Linked DNA regions of Mus musculus: region 2 is linked to region 1. Evidence: chromatin contacts called from public Hi-C data. All regions are on one chromosome and are shown on one strand. Each heading gives the region's core, a stretch centred on a gene start, on an enhancer-like site or on the middle of the called end of the contact. The rest is flanking DNA. Distances are from core to core; before and after follow the strand shown.

The links. Hi-C and Micro-C count contacts between places; a contact is called where the count stands out from the background.
Region 2: a Hi-C map of bone marrow-derived macrophages shows a contact between it and region 1, with 25 read pairs. The contact joins two enhancer-like sites. A contact is called at or near these places in 7 of 39 promoter capture datasets (the C10 cell line, the HPC-7 cell line, cranial neural crest and 4 more), 1 of 15 datasets of contacts at CTCF or cohesin (the NIH/3T3 cell line), 1 of 484 Hi-C or Micro-C datasets (bone marrow-derived macrophages), 3 of 115 datasets of contacts at active chromatin or transcription factors (embryonic basal ganglia, embryonic stem cells and oligodendrocyte precursor cells) and 3 of 9 other capture datasets (adipose tissue, liver and pancreatic islet).

The regions. Positions count from the first base shown.
Region 1 is chr13:63,004,521-63,009,832 of GRCm38.p6, reverse strand. The region is part of intron 1 of Aopep (aminopeptidase O); the gene reads right to left. Among named protein-coding and RNA genes, the nearest start is that of Aopep, 42 kb to the right of the region's middle. Within about 2 kb of position 2,197, at least 5 of the 459 cell types and tissues checked have an H3K27ac peak or open chromatin away from gene starts, as enhancers often do. A contact at or near this core is called in bone marrow-derived macrophages, where this site is marked.
Region 2 is chr13:63,322,885-63,328,196 of GRCm38.p6, reverse strand. It overlaps Fancc (Fanconi anemia, complementation group C), which reads left to right. Exons shown (of 15, transcript NM_007985.3): 11 at 2,571-2,646; 12 at 4,708-4,789. It also overlaps a transcript of Aopep not described here. Among named protein-coding and RNA genes, the nearest start is that of Mir3074-1, 24 kb to the right of the region's middle. Within about 2 kb of position 2,871, at least 146 of the 459 cell types and tissues checked have an H3K27ac peak or open chromatin away from gene starts, as enhancers often do. A contact at or near this core is called in bone marrow-derived macrophages, where this site is marked.

The sequences.
Region 1 (5,312 bases), core at 948-3,447:
ATTCCAGAAGAATTTCCTGCCAGGAAACACATAGCTACCACATCTTTCTAAGAACCAGAGATGGCCACAGAAAACGAGGAACGAAATATCCATCCAACAAAGACAAGACCAGACATCAGCACCTAGACCTATAATCCCTCCAAACCCAGATGCAAACACACCAGCATAAAAGCACAATCAGTAATAGCCAGGACAACATAGTTCCACTAGAGCCCAGCAACTCTCCCACAGAAGATCCTGACTATGGCAACATAGCTGAAACCCAAGAAAAGACCTTAAAACAGCCTTTATGAATAAGAAGAGGTCCTTAGAGAACAAGTAAAGAAAAAAAAATTAAAGAAACCCATGAAAACACAAACAGTAAAAGGAGACAAACAAAACAGTTCAAGATATGAAAGTGGAAATAAAATAAAGAAAATATCCAATAAGGTAAAAAAGAAAGAGATGAGAGAAAGAAAGAAAGAAAGAAAGAAAGAAAGAAAGAAAGAAAGAAAGAAAGAAAGGGAAGGAGGGAGGGAGGGAGGAAGGGAGGGAGGGAGGGAGGGAGGGAGGGGAGAAAGAGAAAGTGGAAATAGAGTCAATATAGAAAACCCAAACTGAGAGAAATCTGGAAAAGCAAAATTTAAGAGCTTAAACAGGAACCTCACCAACAGAATACAGGAGATGGAAGAGAGACTCTCAAGCATTGAAGATACAAGAGAAGAAATGAATACCTTGGTCAAAGAAAATGTTAAATCTAAAAAAACTCCAGTTACAAAACATCCAGGAAATCTGGGCCACTAAAAGAAGACAAAATTTAAGACTAATAGGAATGAGGAAGGAAAAGAAACCCAGGTCAAAAGTAAATATTTTTAACAAAATCATAGAAAAAAAATTCCCTAACCTAAAAAAGGAGAGGCCTATCAAGGTAGAAGCATGAGAGAGACACAAGACAAGAGAAAAAGGTCAAGTAACTTAAGGACAGACATTAGAATAATACCTGACTTCTCAGTGGAGACTCTAAAAGCCAGAAGGCTCTGGACAGATGTTCTACAGACTCTAAGAGACCATGGATGTTACCCAAACCACTACACCACTCAGCAACACAGTCAATCACAATGGATGAAGAAAACAAGAGATTCCATGACCAAACTAAATTTAAGGAATGCTTATTTACAAATCTAGCTCTACAGAAGACACTAGGAGGAAAACTCCAACCTAAAAAGGTTAACCAGCCCAAGAAAACACAGGGAATAAATAATCCCAGACTAACAAATCAACATAGGTAAATTAATCTTAATGACCTAAGTTTAACTCCAAGAATCTTGTAAAAAGTTGGATGCAATAGGCACATTTGTAATCCCAGAATTTCTGAAATGAGATAAGGAGTGGAAACAAATAAACAAATCATCCTGAAGCTCAAGGATCATATAAACTGGAAATATACTGTAAAATACAGATATACCCTGCCTTAACAAGGTGAAAAGCGAAAACTCACTCCTGGAACTTGTCCTCTCATCTCCACACATGGGATGTGTTATGTACACACACACACACACACACACACACACACACACACTACCATCCCCACCACCATCCCCACCACAGTGACAACAACAAAATAACAGGAATCAACAAATACTGCTCATTGATATCTGTCATTATCAATGGTCTCAATTTCCCCATAAAAATACACAATATAACAGAATGGACACAATAACAAGATTCATCCTTCTGCTCCATCCAAAAAAACACACTTTAACATCAAGAATAGTAATCACTTCAGGGTGAAAGCATAGAAAAATATAGTCTTTTCTTTTTAATATATTTTTATTAGATATTTTCTTTATTTACATTTCAAATGTTATCCCCTTCCCTAGTTTCCCCTCCCCAAACCCCCTATTCCTTTCCCCCTCTCCCTGTTCCCCAACCCACCCAGTCCTGCTTCCTGGTCCTGGCATTCCCCTATACTGGGTCATAGAATCTTCACACGACCAAGGGCTTCTCCTCCTATTGAAGATCGACTAGGCTATCCTCTGCTACATAAGCAGCTGGAGCCATGAGGCCCATGTGTTTTCTTTGGTTGGTGGTTTAGTCCCAGGGAGCTCTGGAGATATTGGTTAGTTCATATTGTTGTTCCTCCTATGGGGCTGCAAACTCCTTCGGCTCCTTGGGTACTTCCTCTTCAGCTCCTTGGGTACTTCCTCTAGCTCTTTCATTGGGAACCCTATGTTCCATCCAATGGATGGCTGTAAGCATCCACTTCTGTATTTGTCAGGCACTGGCAGAGCCTCTCAAGAGACAGCTATATCAGGCTCCTGTCAGCAAGCTCTAAGCAAATGATTATGAGAAGCAAGCTGGTGTACCCATTTTAATATCTGACAAAATAGACCTCAAACCAAAACTAAGCTGAAGAGACAAAGAAGGGCACTACATACTTAAAGAAAAATATTCCACCAAGAGAACATTGCAATGTTTATTTTTTGTTTTTTATTTTTTTAAACATAGGGTCTCTCTTTGTAACCCTAGGTGTCCTGGAACTCAAAATGTAGACCAGGCTGTCCTCAAACATAAGAGATACACCTGCCTCTGCCTCCCAGGTGCTGGGATTAAAGGCACGGGCCACTTCCCAGCTCAGCATTGCAATCCTTAACAAATGTGCACTAAACAAAAGGGCACAATGTTCTTAAACAAAACACTATGACAGTTTAAATCACACATTGGCCCTCACACACTGATAGTGGGATACTTCAAAACCACACTCTTACAAAAGACAAATTATCTAGACTAGAGAAATGCTAGAGCTAACTGATGTCATAAACTAATGGGAATTAACAGATATTTATAGAACATTTTACCCAACCATAAAAGAATAGACCTTCTCCTCTGTACCTCACAGAACTTTCTCCAAAATTGACCACAGACACAAACACAAAGTCTCAACAGATACAAGAAAACTGAAATAAAACCCTTCATCTTATCTGATCATCACAAATCAAAGCTGGTTGTTAACAGAAACAACAGAAAGATTACAAACTCATGAAAACTGAACAATTCACTATGGAATGAAAGATTGGAGAATACAGAAATTGAGAAAGAAACTAGACTTTCTAGAATTGAATGAAAATATACATAACACACTAAACTTACAGGACACAATGAAAGCGCAGTTTTAAGAGACAAGTTCATAGGTCTAAGTAACTACATTAAAAAAAAACCCAAATCATGGAGAAATCTCATACTATCAAAATAGCACACCTGCAAGCTCTAGAACAAAAAGAAGAAATCACAGTAACAAAGGAGGTGATTATAAGAAATAACCAAACTCAGGGCTGAAATCAATAACATAGAAACAAAACAACACACACACATACACAGTGAAACAGAGAAATTAACTAAAAACCAAATGAACAAAATTAGAAATGAAAGGGGGGAACATAACAGACACTGAAGAAATTCAGAGAATAATAGTTTAAAAACCCATGCTCCACCAAATTGAAAAATCTAAATATATATATATATTTTTTTTTCTCAATAGGTACCACTTACCAAAGTTAAAGCAAGATCAGATAAGCAATTTAAACAGACCTATAACCCCTAGTGAAATAGAAGCAGTCATTAAAAGACCCCCCAAACAACAAAATTCCAGGGCCAGATGGTTTTAGTACAGAATTCTACCAGAATTTCAAATACAGGTTAATACTAGTACTCCTCAAATTATTCTACAAAATTGAAACAGAAGAAATATTGCCCAGTTCATTTTATGAGGCCACAGTTACCCTATCACCCAAACTATATAAAGTTACCCAACAAAGAAAGAGAATTATAGATGATTTTTATGAATGTAGATGCAAAATTCTCAATAAAATACTTGCAAACAGAATTCAAGGACATATCTTCTCAGAAATGTAGGGATGGTTCAACATAAGCAACTCAATAAATGAAATCCACCATATAAACAAACAAAAGGCAAGAACCAAGTGATCATCTCATTAGATGCAGAAAAGGCCTTTGACAAAATCCAACCTTCCTTCATGATGAAATTCTTAGAGAGATTAGGGACACAACGGACATGCCCTCGACATGATAAAGGCAGTTTACAGCAAGCCCAAAGCCAACATCGACTTAAATGAAGAGAAACTCAAGTGAATTCCACTTGAATCAGGAGCAAGACAAGGCTGTCCACTTTCTCCATACCTATTCAATACAGTACTTGAAATTCTAGCTAGAGCAATAAGACAATGGAAGGAAATCAAGGGGATATGAATTGGAAAGGAAGAAATCAAAGTATCTTTATTTGCAGATGATATGATAGTATACATAGGTGACTTAAAAAAAAAAAAAAACCTAACAGGGAACTCCTATAGTTGATAAATATTTTCAGCCAAGTAGCTGGACAAAATCAACTCACAAAAATTGGTATCCTTCCTATATACAAATGACAAAACAACTGTGAAAGAAACCACGGTTACCCTTTACCATAGGTCCAATAATATAAAGTATGTTGCAGTAACTGTAACTAAGCAAGTGAATGATCTGTATGATTAAAAACTTTAAGACACTGAAGAAAGAAATTGAAGATATCAGAAAATGAAAAAGATCTCCCATGTTCATGGGTCAGTAGAATTCGCATAGTAAAAATGGCCATCTTACCAAAAGTGATCTACAGATTCAGTGCAATTTCCAACACAATTCTAACACAATTCTTCACAGAACTTGAAGGGACAATTTTCAGCTTCAAATGGAAACACAGAAAACAACAAGATAGCTAAACAATCCTGAATAGTAAAAGAACTGGGAGAGGTATCACCATCCCTGATTTCAAAGTGCACTACAGATTGTAAATTACACAAATTATATAATAAATAAGCATTGGTATTGGCACAAAAACAGACTCATTGATCAATGGAATTAAATTGAAGAACCAGATATAAATCTGAAAAACTATGGACCTCATAGATTCATGTGTTTGAATACTTGGCCATAAGGAGTGGCATTATTAGGTGTGGCCTTATTGGAGGAGATGTGGCCCTGTTAGAGGAAGTGTGTCATTGTAGAGGTGGGGCTTTGAGGTATCCTATGCTCAAGCTCTGCCCAGTGTGGAATTCCAGTCTCCTTCTGGCTGCCTTCAGATCAAGATGTAGAACTCTTGGCTCCTTCTCTATATGTCTGCATGCATGCTGTCATGCATTCCACCATGTTGATAATGATGGACTAAACTCTGAAACTGTAAGCCAGCTCCAATTAAATATTCGCCTTTGTAAGAGTTGCCTTGGCCTTGGTTTCTCCTCACAGCAATAAAACGCTAACTATGACATATGGGACACTTGATT
Region 2 (5,312 bases), core at 1,622-4,121, 320 kb before region 1:
AGGAACTCTGCCCACTTCTCACTAAGGCCTTGGGGACAGTAGGGCAAGGGACCACCACTCAAGGTGGTTCCAGGACTTCTGAGGTAGGTAACATAGTCCAGTGAAGGAAAGAAGCAGATGGGACAACCAAAAACCATGTTAAAAGATAGATCATTCCCAACATATTAGAGGGATATTCGTCATGACAATGAGATGATGGAGTACGGAGGCATGTCTGTCTGACTGGATCTGAAACAAGATCAAGTGTGTTGCTTCCAGACACCCCGTTCCAAAGGCAGGGCTGGAGGTGAAAGGAGGGAGAGCTGCTGCACAGAAAGGACACACAGCTGCTCCTCAGGGACAGAGAAGGCAGCGACTCGAGGACAGGCTTAGACAGTGGCATTCACAGGGACAGAACTTTAGTTCATGCATTCTGAAGCCATGCCATGTCAGTCACAACAGGCCTGGGTCAGAATGCATGAAGCAAACCTGATGGAAGAAGTGGACAAGTCTAGTCCCACATCAAATACCTGGAAGCTAGTTAGCTGAGAGCACCCCAAGCAGCCCCAGATACAACACTAAGAAGGCATGAGCAAGAGCCTTCACATCTGCTCCCTGGTTCCTTACAGGCAAGTAGTGATCCCTCTATAGGGCTTGGAATCAAGCCCCCATTTTATGAAAGACCCTGGCCCCTGAAGCAGGCTTTCTCAAATGCAAATGCATAGGCTGACTCTCAGACTTAGCTGGACATAAAAAGGACCTGCAAAAGTCAGAAAGCAACCAGAGGACTCACATTAAGAGTAATTAAGTCAGTGAGAGATTGGCAGGACACTTGGAACAGAGTCCAGATACAGACCCATGTACAAGAACTTTGAGCAGCATAGTAAGGGAGTGTGTAAAACAACTTACTGGGGTAGGTGGGGCGAGGGGTGGTTATGGACTGCTTCAGAAAGCACACAAGTGCTTTGAGATGGACTGTAGGCTTCAATAGAAAGGTCAAAGCTATAAAGCCCTTAGGAGAAGATGTATCCTTATATCCTTTTTCTTTTTTCCTTTTGGTTTTTGAGACAGGATTTCTCTATGTAGCCTTGACTATCCTGGAAGTCACTCTGTAGAGCAGGCAGGCCTCAAACTCACAGAGATCCATGTGCCTCAGCCACCTGAGTACTGGGATCGATGGTGTATGCCGCCACCACTTGGCTTTTCTTTTTTTTTAAGCATTGGATAATCAAAGCTTTTCTAGAAACAATGCAATAAACAAACAATAAAAAAATATTGACCATATTTTAAAAAATGGATAAATTGAACTTCCTTAAAATGTAGTGTCTGTTTGGTGATAAATGCCTTTGAAGATGAACAGGTTGTCCAGTGGCTTGGAGGGAAAGCAGTATTCATATGAAGCTAGAAGACTATGTCTCATAGCTTCATAGACAACATCAGCCGGTGCTTAATGGACACACACTTTGGAAAGTTATTCTAACTAGCGCTGAGCACATGAACGGAGCTCAGCATCACCTGCCACACAGAGAGATTAGAAGCAAGCATGTGTGAAATAATGTTTCATACCAACCAGATCAACTAAAGTCAGTGAGTTCCAGAATACCCAGTATTAGCAGGTAATTCTCACCCTGTGGTGGTGAGAATGGAACTCTGGTGGCCCTGAAAAGTTATCTCAGTCACCTTTTCCATTTTACTTACTCTAGAAAATAGTAAGCCCTGTCTACAAAGGCAGACATGAATGTCAGTAGCAGCTTTAATTCTAGTAACGTACAACAGGCAGCACTCATATATAGTGGTATATAAGCAAACCCTAGTGTGTCCTGCATTCTGAGCAGGAGTCCTGAGACCACAAAGACCAGGGACAGAACTGTGCACATCCTGTGTATCTCTAAGAACTTTGGGAATAAGTGATATAATTATTGATCTCTCCTGTTGAAATAAAAATATTGATTGCCAGGCTAGGGTTCAGAGGTTGACTCTGAGTGACAGGGAAGTCCCCTGGGGTGATAGCAGTGTTCTCCGTCATGATGCAGTACTGGTCAGGTGGATTCATGTACTCACTCGAGATTATCAAGCTGTGTACATATGGCATTTGTACCTCAGATGCTGTGGACCTTACCTGGTCTTGTTTTTATTTTATTTAAAAACAACAACAACAACAAACCCTCTGTGCCATGGGGGAATGCTGGTAAGTCAGTCCAGCCTCATGTTCTCACCGTAAGAGCTGCTTGCTAGAGGCTTTCATTGTCATGAACGACACACTGAGATCCTGAGTCCAAGGGTCTAAGCCCTCTCTGAAGTAGAAGATAATGTTTGTGGCTGGGCTTCTGTGAGGAGAAACCTCAGTTAAAATGGCAGGAAGATCATATCATTTCCCTCAGTTCAGAAAATGGCTCTTAAAGATGTTTTTGAGTTTTGTTTGTTTTGTTTTGTTTTTGTTTTTTGTTTTGGCTATTTATGAGATAACTGGAAGCATGCTTATAAACATGTTTGAGGATGTATTGGTACAGTGGGTCACAGGCTGAGGCAGGCAGCATCCTCACTTCCTCTCAGCCCCAGCATTCATGCCATTTCCTCTTTAACTCTTGCAGCTGACGTTTGCCCTCAGGACCTACTTTCCTTACGGTGCTCCATGTCTTGCTGCAGCGCTGTCCCAGCACCCTGAAGGTGAGCGGAGGTACCTCTGCCTCTGTTGTAGTGACTGGTAGAGAGGAGCAGCATGCTAACCTTCTCTTCCTCCTGGACACACAATGCGCTTGTCCACTCAAGCTCTCGGGAGTCCAGTCTGTGTGTAGGTTTACATGAGAACATGTTTCGCTTCCTAGGAATGAGGAAAACGAAGGCCGCCTCTGATAACAGCTTTGCCAAGGCTGCCAGGGACAGGCTAAGCCAGAACACAACAGTGCCCTTGTTTGTTTTTCCTCCTTTGCTCCATGCAGCCTTGGACAGAAGACAGGATTACGTGAAGGATGAGGCCTTGCAATTTAGGGAAGATTTTTTTTTTTCCCCTCAAAGGAAAAGATTTTGAAAGATTTGGTAAACTATTGTTAGAGCCTAGTCTTTTTTGCTTCATCTGCCAGTCTACTTCCCAAGGCCATGTCTGTAATCACTGGTGTTGATCTCTGACTGTCTGTGAGCTCCTGTGGAGGGAATGACTCAGCTCTGCAGCATAAAGGAGCCTTTTCCCTCTGGTGAGACAGTCTGTAGACATGGCCTGTGACAGGAAGAGGGGGATAGAGGAGGGCTCATGTTTCTGTGCTGTGGCCACTGTGGCTTCTTTCCCTATACTTGAGAAAGATCTGTTTTAGGTAAGTAGACTATCCAGAATTCCAAAGTATTTTACAAAGTCCTTTCCTTTCCTTTGCCTATAAGATGTAGGTTTTTGTCAATATGTCTTACACCACAAAGCCCTCTCAGAGAGAGCTGGGGTCCAGGGAGCACAGTGGCCTTCGTGGGATCTCTGCATGATGGTTTTTAACCCTTCTCCTCTACTGTGCCTAGGAGTAGTCATGTCCTCTTTTTATTTCTTCTTTTCATTCAGTGGGGACACAGTAGGAAAACTTTATTGGTATAACAGGAAAGTAAAGACTTCAACTGTCTTGGGCCCATTATATATAAGTCTGAGGCCAGGCTTGTTGGGAAGCAGTCTGGGGACCTCAAAACACACTGGAGACTAGGTTCCGGAAACCCAGGTCAGTCTTGGCCAACATTGTGAATTTAGGCTGCCTGCCTTCCCATCCCCCAAAGTCAACACTCGCTTTTAAGCAAAAACAAAGAAGCACTGTGTTGATCTGGAGAACAGTTTGCATACCTGCTGCTTTGGGGGAAAGTTGGATATTTTAGTGCTCATCAGAACTGTACTTCATGTCCACGATGAGGTCTTGGAAGCATTAAAAAATTACTGCTAAGCTGTGACCTTAAGGGGCTTCAGGAAACGAAAATTCAGAGGAAATGCTATTTGCCTTCAGAAGTTAAGTCAGTCTGAGGGAGGGGCTGCTGTGTGCCCCAGGTCTACATTGTGGAGGAACAGTGGTGACCTCTCCACCTCAGGTGTTGTCATGTGATCGATTATAACTACAGATACATGCAGGTCAGATGTTTAAAAGCAGGTGTGAAATCAGACACACCTTATCAACAACTTTTGCTTGCATGGTTCTATGTGCTTTCCCCCTGGCCTGTACTGTAAACCTGAAACACCAGTCTGATCACAGCGCAGAAAAGTAGTTGAGTGTGGTCCCTCTGTATTTTGATGTCACAAACTTGAGATGGAGCCAAAATGTGGTAAAAAGAAAAACACAGGACATCTTGTAGCAAGGCGGTCCAAGTCCTGGGGTAACGGTGGAAGGAGTCTTTCATTGACCTGCATACACCCCCGTTAAAGCTATTTGGAACCAGGCATGGTGGTGCAGGGCTGTGGTGCAGGGTGGCAGTCCTGGTTACTGGAAGACAGACAAATAGAAAGTTCAAGGTCAGTCTAGGCTACATAGTGAGTTAAGGGCAGCTTGGACTATAATAGTAAGACACTGTCTGAAACAAACAAGACAACAAAAGAAACTTTGAAGTTTGACTCAGAGACAGATCCTGGCAGAGAGAACTATGACATGGGTTCTGTGAATGGCGGGGGTGGGGGCATTTCTTTCAGCACAATGCTTCCAGTCTAAGCTTTAAGAGTCTCCCCATGGGTTTGGCTTTCCTTCAGTTCCCTTTCTGACTTCTCTCCACCCACAGCAATCCCACAGGGACACCGGCTCCAGCCTCTGCTGCACATTTCCCAACTCCTCAGAGAAGCAGTTGAAGACTGTACTCGTGGGTAAGCAAAGCCTGACCACCCCTGGCCTTCCACAGGTGGCCTCCCGACCTTCCTTCGAGCAGGTTGGCAGCTGAAGGCATTGCTGGTCCCTCCCACACCAACAAGTACATATCCTCCTCACTGGGCTAGGTGAGAAATGGAGGAGGTGCAGTGCAGCAGTGTTGCTATGGGTCCAGTGAGGAGCCAGCACTGCAAGTGTGTCTGCACAGAGTCAGTTCTAATAAGGGCTACACTTAAGAGTTTGACACTTGTAAAGGAGAGAGACCTCCAGAATGGAGCTTTTCTAGGAAGAGACTGAGCTGCTCAGCTCCTGGTCAGTGGGAGGGATGTTTCATTGTTTTCCCTTTCGATTTCTCTCCAGAGGCTAAAGAGATGGCTCAGTGATTCAGAGCACTTTGCTGTTCTTAGAGGGGACTCACGGTCGGTTCCTTGCACTTACATTAGGTGGCACACAACCCCCTGTAACTGCAGTTCCAGAGGTTCTGATACCCTTTTCTGGCCTTTGTGGCCACTTACATGCCCA